Regions from separate parts of the Zea mays genome. Here region 1 is linked to region 2. Evidence: chromatin contacts called from public Hi-C data. All regions are on one chromosome and are shown on one strand. The core of a region is the stretch at or near the end of the contact, and the rest is flanking DNA. Distances in the headings are between cores, read along the strand shown.

Evidence for each region. Hi-C and Micro-C count contacts between places; a contact is called where the count stands out from the background.
Region 1: a contact with region 2 is called in a Hi-C map of leaf, with 6 times the contacts expected there. The contact joins the promoter of LOC103653384 here to the promoter of LOC100282330 in region 2. A contact is called at or near these places in 3 of 25 Hi-C or Micro-C datasets (ear, leaf and tassel).

What each region holds. Positions count from the first base shown.
Region 1 is chr4:73,077,043-73,080,310 of Zm-B73-REFERENCE-NAM-5.0, forward strand. It overlaps LOC103653384 (endo-1,3(4)-beta-D-glucanase-like), which reads left to right and starts at 1,416. Exons shown (of 7, transcript NM_001301451.2): 1 at 1,416-1,712; 2 at 1,838-1,859; 3 at 1,999-2,116; 4 at 2,271-2,358; 5 at 2,493-2,582; 6 at 2,668-2,768; 7 at 2,857-3,221. The coding sequence starts at 1,478. The coding sequence ends at 2,997.
Region 2 is chr4:72,776,313-72,779,619 of Zm-B73-REFERENCE-NAM-5.0, forward strand. LOC100282330 (60S ribosomal protein L7-like) reads left to right here and starts at 2,014. Exons shown (of 6, transcript NM_001374450.1): 1 at 2,014-2,183; 2 at 2,257-2,439; 3 at 2,780-2,877; 4 at 2,953-3,090. The coding sequence starts at 2,257.

The DNA.
Region 1 (3,268 bases), core at 166-2,665, 300 kb after region 2:
TCTCCTCAACAACATGAAGGTAGGCGGGTCTTTGTGGCAAGCTGAACCACGAGATAAAATATATGTCAATGTGTGCTGATCTGAAATGTTTACTTGAGTTGTTAGGGTTTAGTAGTTCGTACTTGAACATCTTTCTAGGACGTGCTCTCTGCTTCCTGTGCTTCTCTAGTTTTAGCTTCATATTCAAGGTATAAGTTAGTTATATATTTTGTTAGAATTTGCAAAAGTTTGACATCAGTTTGAGTTTTAAGGTTATCCGGTACTGCCAGGCTTAGAGCAGTAGTGTCGTTCAGGGAGTTAACATTTTCTTGAGATGAATTTTTATAGGTAGCCTATTCAGTCCCTTCTAGACGTACCAGATCCTTACACCTCTCATCCTGAAACCGTAGCGAATTTTCTCATTCTAGGACATATGTCTTGGAGCATTCGAAACAATGAAAGTTCATTAAACATGTATATTTTTGTGCTGCCACCGTGTACCAGGTTGGATGTTGAAGGTAGTTGCACTGCTGCACACGTGCCCAAGGGCAACGCCACGGAGGGCAGAGGGGGGCAATGTCCCCATAATACTCTCCTAATTCTATAAGAGCCACTAATTTTACCAGCTAATCCCATGTTAACAATGTAAAATACCTCTCAACAACCCCCTTCAATTTGATTTGTCCCTCCTGTACTTAAATCATGGCTTTGCCCGTGCACGTGCCCCTCGTGGCATCATTGCCTATAGGGTCAAACGGTAATGATTTGCATTTCCTTTCCTCTGCTGTTTTGTACTCCCTCCATACCAAAATATACCAAAATTTAATTCGTTTTAGATTAATCATATTATCATTAAGTAACATATTAATGTAGTTTTCACATATGTATATATATTCATTATCATTTAATTGAATGTGGACGAAAAAAATAGGCTACAAAGAACTATGTTTGATACTGACGGAATATTTTATAAAGTTTGTTTAATTACCAGCAAGTATAGGCGGTGCTGTTTGAAATATCTCTCTCCTATTCGTAGAGGTTCTGCTCCAATCCGTAATCCGCATTCCACAAGCACATCCACATCAAGCTAGCTACTCCCTACGTTATTTTTTATTTGTCGCTGTTTAGTTCACATAATAAATTGACAGACGATAAATATTCGAAAACTAAAGTAGTATTTAGATACGTTTCTTAATCAATTTTTTTATTAAAAAAAGCTGGTGCGGCTCTAAAGCGTGCGCGCACCAGTTGCTTGCTCCTGCCATGTGCTGATTGGCGCGCCCACATGGCATTGTCCATAACAAAATTTAAACCGCGTGATGCGTGATGCGCCATGTCTCTTCCCTGCTCCGGTGCTCCCTCCCCACCAAACCTACCCGCTGCCCCTGTGTTATTTATATCGCACGCAACGCCGGGATGCGGCAGCCACAACACATCCCACAACCATTATTCTTGTTCCACTGCATCAGGTCGTCCAACTCTCCAAGCGGCAAGCGCCATGCCTTCTTCCGCGCAGGTTCTGCTCTGCCTCGCCGCCGTGCTCGCGGCGGCGGCGGCCACCACCGCCGAGGCGCACTCGCAGTGCCTGGACAACCCGCCAGACCGGTCCATCCACGGCCGCCAGCTGGCCGAGGCCGGCGAGGTCGTCCACGACCTCCCTGGTGGCCTCAGGGCCTACGTCAGCGGCGCCGCGAGCTCGAGCCGCGCCGTCGTCCTCGCCTCCGACGTCTTCGGTCCGTACCACACGCTCTCGCAGTTCTCTCTAGTCGTTTGGGCATACTTTTTTTTTTAAAAAATAAAATTTGGACAGCAAGCTCTCCTTTCTTTCTCCCTCTAATCGATTATTCCTGGCATGCAGGGTACGAGGCGCCATTGCTCAGGTACATAGCTGCATCCGTTCGATTCCTGCTCCTCCTCCTTCTCCGGCGTACCCCAGTTTTAGGAGACTTGTAACAGACAGAGCATATGTATTCCATCCTTGATTTAGCTGAAATCTGTGGTTGGTGTTCAATAACGCAGACAGATAGCAGACAAGGTCGCCAAGGCAGGGTACTTCGTCGTCGTGCCCGATTTCTTGAAGGGAGACTACTTAGACGACAAGAAAAACTTCACGGAATGGCTCGAGGCTCACTCTCCGGTCTGTTCTATGCACTTTTCGTTACTCTGTCCCTATCAATATATATATATATCGCCATCATCTTTTTTTTTTCTTCTTCGCGTCGCGTCGCATCGCAAGAAACTACTGCAAGCAAAATTGATTGGTTGGTTGGGGATCCTATCGATCTTTACAGGTGAAAGCTGCGGAAGACGCTAAGCCACTGTTCGCCGCTTTGAAGAAGGAAGGGAAGTCCGTCGCGGTGGGAGGCTACTGCTGGGGAGGTATGTGACATCCACGCCAACTGAAACGAACACTCCAACTCCTCCATTTAGTTCAGGCAACACATAGAGCGTTCTGTTTCTCACATCCGGCCTTGTTGCTGCTGCTTCCTCTTCACTGGCATGGCACTTGGCAGGGAAGCTGAGCGTGGAGGTGGGGAAGACCAGCGACGTCAAAGCTGTGTGCCTTTCGCACCCGTACAGCGTCACTGCCGACGACATGAAAGGTGCAGTGCAGTGCAGTGTGCTCCTCCTCTTCTTCTATGCTGCGTCACTAGCCTCACCGCATGTGTTGGTTCGAAATCGAAACAGAGGTGAAATGGCCGATCGAGATCCTGGGGGCCCAGAACGACACGACCACGCCGCCGAAAGAAGTGTATCGGTTCGTGCATGTGCTGCGTGAAAGACACGAGGTGAGCTCCAAGCTACGACTGATTGCAATGACACTGTGTGGATCGGATACCGGCCAGCTCATTATTCTAGTGGTGGTGGCACACACAGGTTCCCTACTACGCCAAGATCTTCCAGGGAGTCGAGCACGGGTTCGCCTGCAGGTACAACACCACCGACCCTTTCGCCGTCAAGACCGCAGAGACGGCCCTCGCCTACATGGTCAGCTGGTTCAACAAGCACCTCAACTGAATGAAGCCTGCACTGCACCCACCAGACTGAATTCAATAAACCACTGCAGTGCTGTGATATTTTGTTTCGATTCATGGCTCCCCAGATTGATTTGTCATGGCTAAGACCTCTACTACTGTAATTTCCTTCATTTTTTGTCTCTTCAAACTCTCTGTATTCTTTTTTTTGCTTTTTATGATCGCAATAAAGTTCAGTAGGGGTATACCCCTCCTGTTTGCTTCAAACCGCGCCTGACTCTGTCTGTCAGTCCATCTCCACGCGCCTCAGGTGA
Region 2 (3,307 bases), core at 764-3,263:
CACTTGGGTGTATGAGCTCTTGGGAATGTCTACTATATGCCTTGGTATGTTGCTTGGGCTCTCACACCTTGTAATGGCCGGTTGGGGTGTATTTATAGCCCCAACACAAAACTAGTTGTTGGAGAAAAGTTGTGCTCTCTGCGGCACACCGGACAGTCCGGTGGTGCACCGGACAGTGCACTGTTCACTGTCTGATGCGCCTAGTCATTGGTCTGACACCGCAGGCGACCGTTGGCGCGCATGCTTTTTACACCGGACACTCCGAACTTCACACCGGACAGTCTGGTGGTCTTCTCTCCATAGTGCCACCTGGAACTAGCCGTTGGGATACTGTTCCTGGTGCACCGGACAGTCTTAATCCCACAAAGGCTTGTGCTCTGATTTAATCTCATCCATCGATTAGGATCCAACGGCTGAGCGCCATCTTCTCCACCCGACGGTAGACCGCGGCGGCACCCTCATGCCCTCGCCGACGCCATGGCCAAATTCCACATACACCGAGCACCAGGGCCCTAATTCCTTGATCCGAACTATTCTAAACGAAACCCACAACACTCTAAACCCAGAAACCACCCTTACAACACCCATTAACAGGCTCGGTCCCCTTACCACGATGCATGGCGGACCCACCGCAATTTACCAACTCCGGCGAGCGATTCCCAACCCTTCGGTTGCTCCTACTCAATTTGATCGGAACGAAATGCGGATAGAACAATTGCTAACCAAATAAGGTTTTCCTCACTTGGGTCGGTGGTGGCAGCGGCGTTGCCCACGTCGCACGACCATCAGCGGCGGAGGAGAGACCACGACAAGTAGTCTTAGATCCTCGCGACCTCCTTCCCACCTAGCGACAGCACGTCCCGGAGGACCTCCCTAACCACCATCCGAAGCCCCAGTACCGGTGCACCGGAGTTGTCTCCGCGGCGGCCCTCCGCCCTTCTCTCAACGCCACCGCACAGCTCACCCCCCGTTCGCCCACCATATGAGGATCAAGGGGCGTGCACCACACTGTACTTTATACCCCAACATCGCGACACATAAAACCAATGAGGATGGGGTCAGTTAAGATTCCTAATAGGATCCCTATTTTCCTGGTGAGGCTCGATGTGATTCGTTGAAGAAACAAATGGCAACCTGGCCCCACGCGACAGAGAAACATACGACGCACACGAGATGCATGGTGCGGCTGCGGGGTGGGCCCGGGTGTCAGTGACTCGGTGTGGGGGTTCACTTGGGCCGAGTTGAGGTGAGGAACTAGGCCGACGCTTAGGATTAGGGCTAGTTGGGTCCTTTTTTCCTATTTTGTTTTCTTTTAATTCTATTTTCAATTTAAAATTCGGCTTTGAATTTAAAACACCATAGTAAATGTACAAACAAACTCCAACATGATATGCAAGTTATAGTTATAAGAATTATTTTATTCATCTATTTACAAACATATTTCAAATGTGAAGTACACACAACCCTTTCTCTTTAGGAAAATGTTATTATTATAAATGTGTGGTAACATTAAGAGTACATCCAAGATTTTGATATTCATCGCTTGACTGCTATAAAGAAACATAACTTCTAGTATAGAACCCCTATTAGGAGATATTTTGCTTAACTCTTTTTTAGAGAGGGTTTAAACATATAATTCAACAAATAGGATAACTAATTTCATATGAGGATCTTTTTATTCAACCTTTTATTCGAAAACATTTTTGTTTAGAAAAAGTAATATATTTTTTTTAAAAATCTTTAGACAACTTTAATAAACTTTCGAGATAAGATTTTTGGGTGTCACAAGACCCTCGCTTCCTTTTTGTTTTTTATGGTTTCTTAGATAAAGCCCTATCGGGCTACCTCATAAAACGAGGCTTCTCCCTATTCTTTGACGTTTTAGGCGAAAGCCCAATTTGCTGCCCGCCTGCCCGCAGTGGACCAGATTGGGCCCAAAACTACGATCTGGACGGGGCCCAACTCGTCACTGAAACTTCATTCTTTTCGTTCATTTCATTCTCCCGTCGGATACGACAGCCCGCCAACTGCAGCCGTCGGATACTCCCACAGGAGCGTTCCGAAGCCCTAATGCTCGCCCTTCCCATAAGTACTCTCCTCTGACCACGCCGCCGCCATTTCCTTCCTCCTCCCACCTCGGCGGCCGGCCTCCTCTTCTCTTCACCCACACGCTGGTCATAGAGGTACGCTCTGCCGCGCCAAGCTCCGCCTCCATCCGCGCGGATCTGAGTTTGTGCTGTCTGGCTCTCTGCGCAGATGTCGGCTGCAGAGGCGAAGGCGGCGGCGGTCCCGGAGTCTGTGCTGCGGAAGCGCAAGCGGGAGGAGCAATGGGCAGCGGACAAGAAGGAGAAGGCGCTCGCGGACAGGAAGAAGGCGCTCGAGAGCCGCAAGATCATCTTCGCCCGCGCCAAGCAGTACGCCGAGGAGTACCACGCCCAGGTGAGCACGATTTGTGCGCCCCGTCTTCATCTCGCAGTTCCTTGCTGCTCTGCTTAGCTTCGACTGGTTTTGTAGGATGATGTCCGATCTGGTAAATTTATTTGTTTCATATAGGATTGCGGCTGTTTGAAATTACACTGCGCATAGCAGTCCCATTCAAAATGGGATTACTGCACTGTTTTAAACAGTTAATTAGCGATATCATACGTGGAAGAGAAAAAAATATAGTTTCTCGTGACTCGAGGACACTGTCCATGTGTATATTGTTTGAAAATTCTGCCTTGTGTATTAAGGCAGGATCTTAGAGATTATGTTGCGATAATATTTGCATTTTGTGCAGGAGAAGGAGCTTGTGCAGCTCAAGCGTGAGGCCCGGTTGAAGGGTGGGTTCTATGTGAGCCCAGAGGCCAAGCTTCTGTTTGTGGTTCGCATCCGTGGGTATGGTTCTCTCACATTGGTTGCTGATTCTATTGCTACGCTCAACTGTTGATTGTTGTCAAATGTGTCATGTAGTATCAATGCCATGCACCCCAAGACCCGCAAGATCTTGCAGCTCCTGCGATTGAGGCAGATCTTCAACGGTGTCTTCCTCAAGGTTAACAAGGCAACCATTAACATGCTGCGCAGGGTGGAGCCATATGTTGCGTACGGGTAAGTCTGTATAAATTTAGCAGCAATGAGTCCATTTTGTATCAATCCCCACTTACGAATGTGATGTTTCCCAACAGATGTTCCTATCGCTCCCTTAATTGTTTTGGCTAGTTTTCTGCTAGAATTGTTACGTATTATATAATGTATGTCGTGAATTCTTATTCTTACTAGAGTTTAAAAAGTAAAAGGAGTGCTATGAGTTCTCATTCAATCTTTT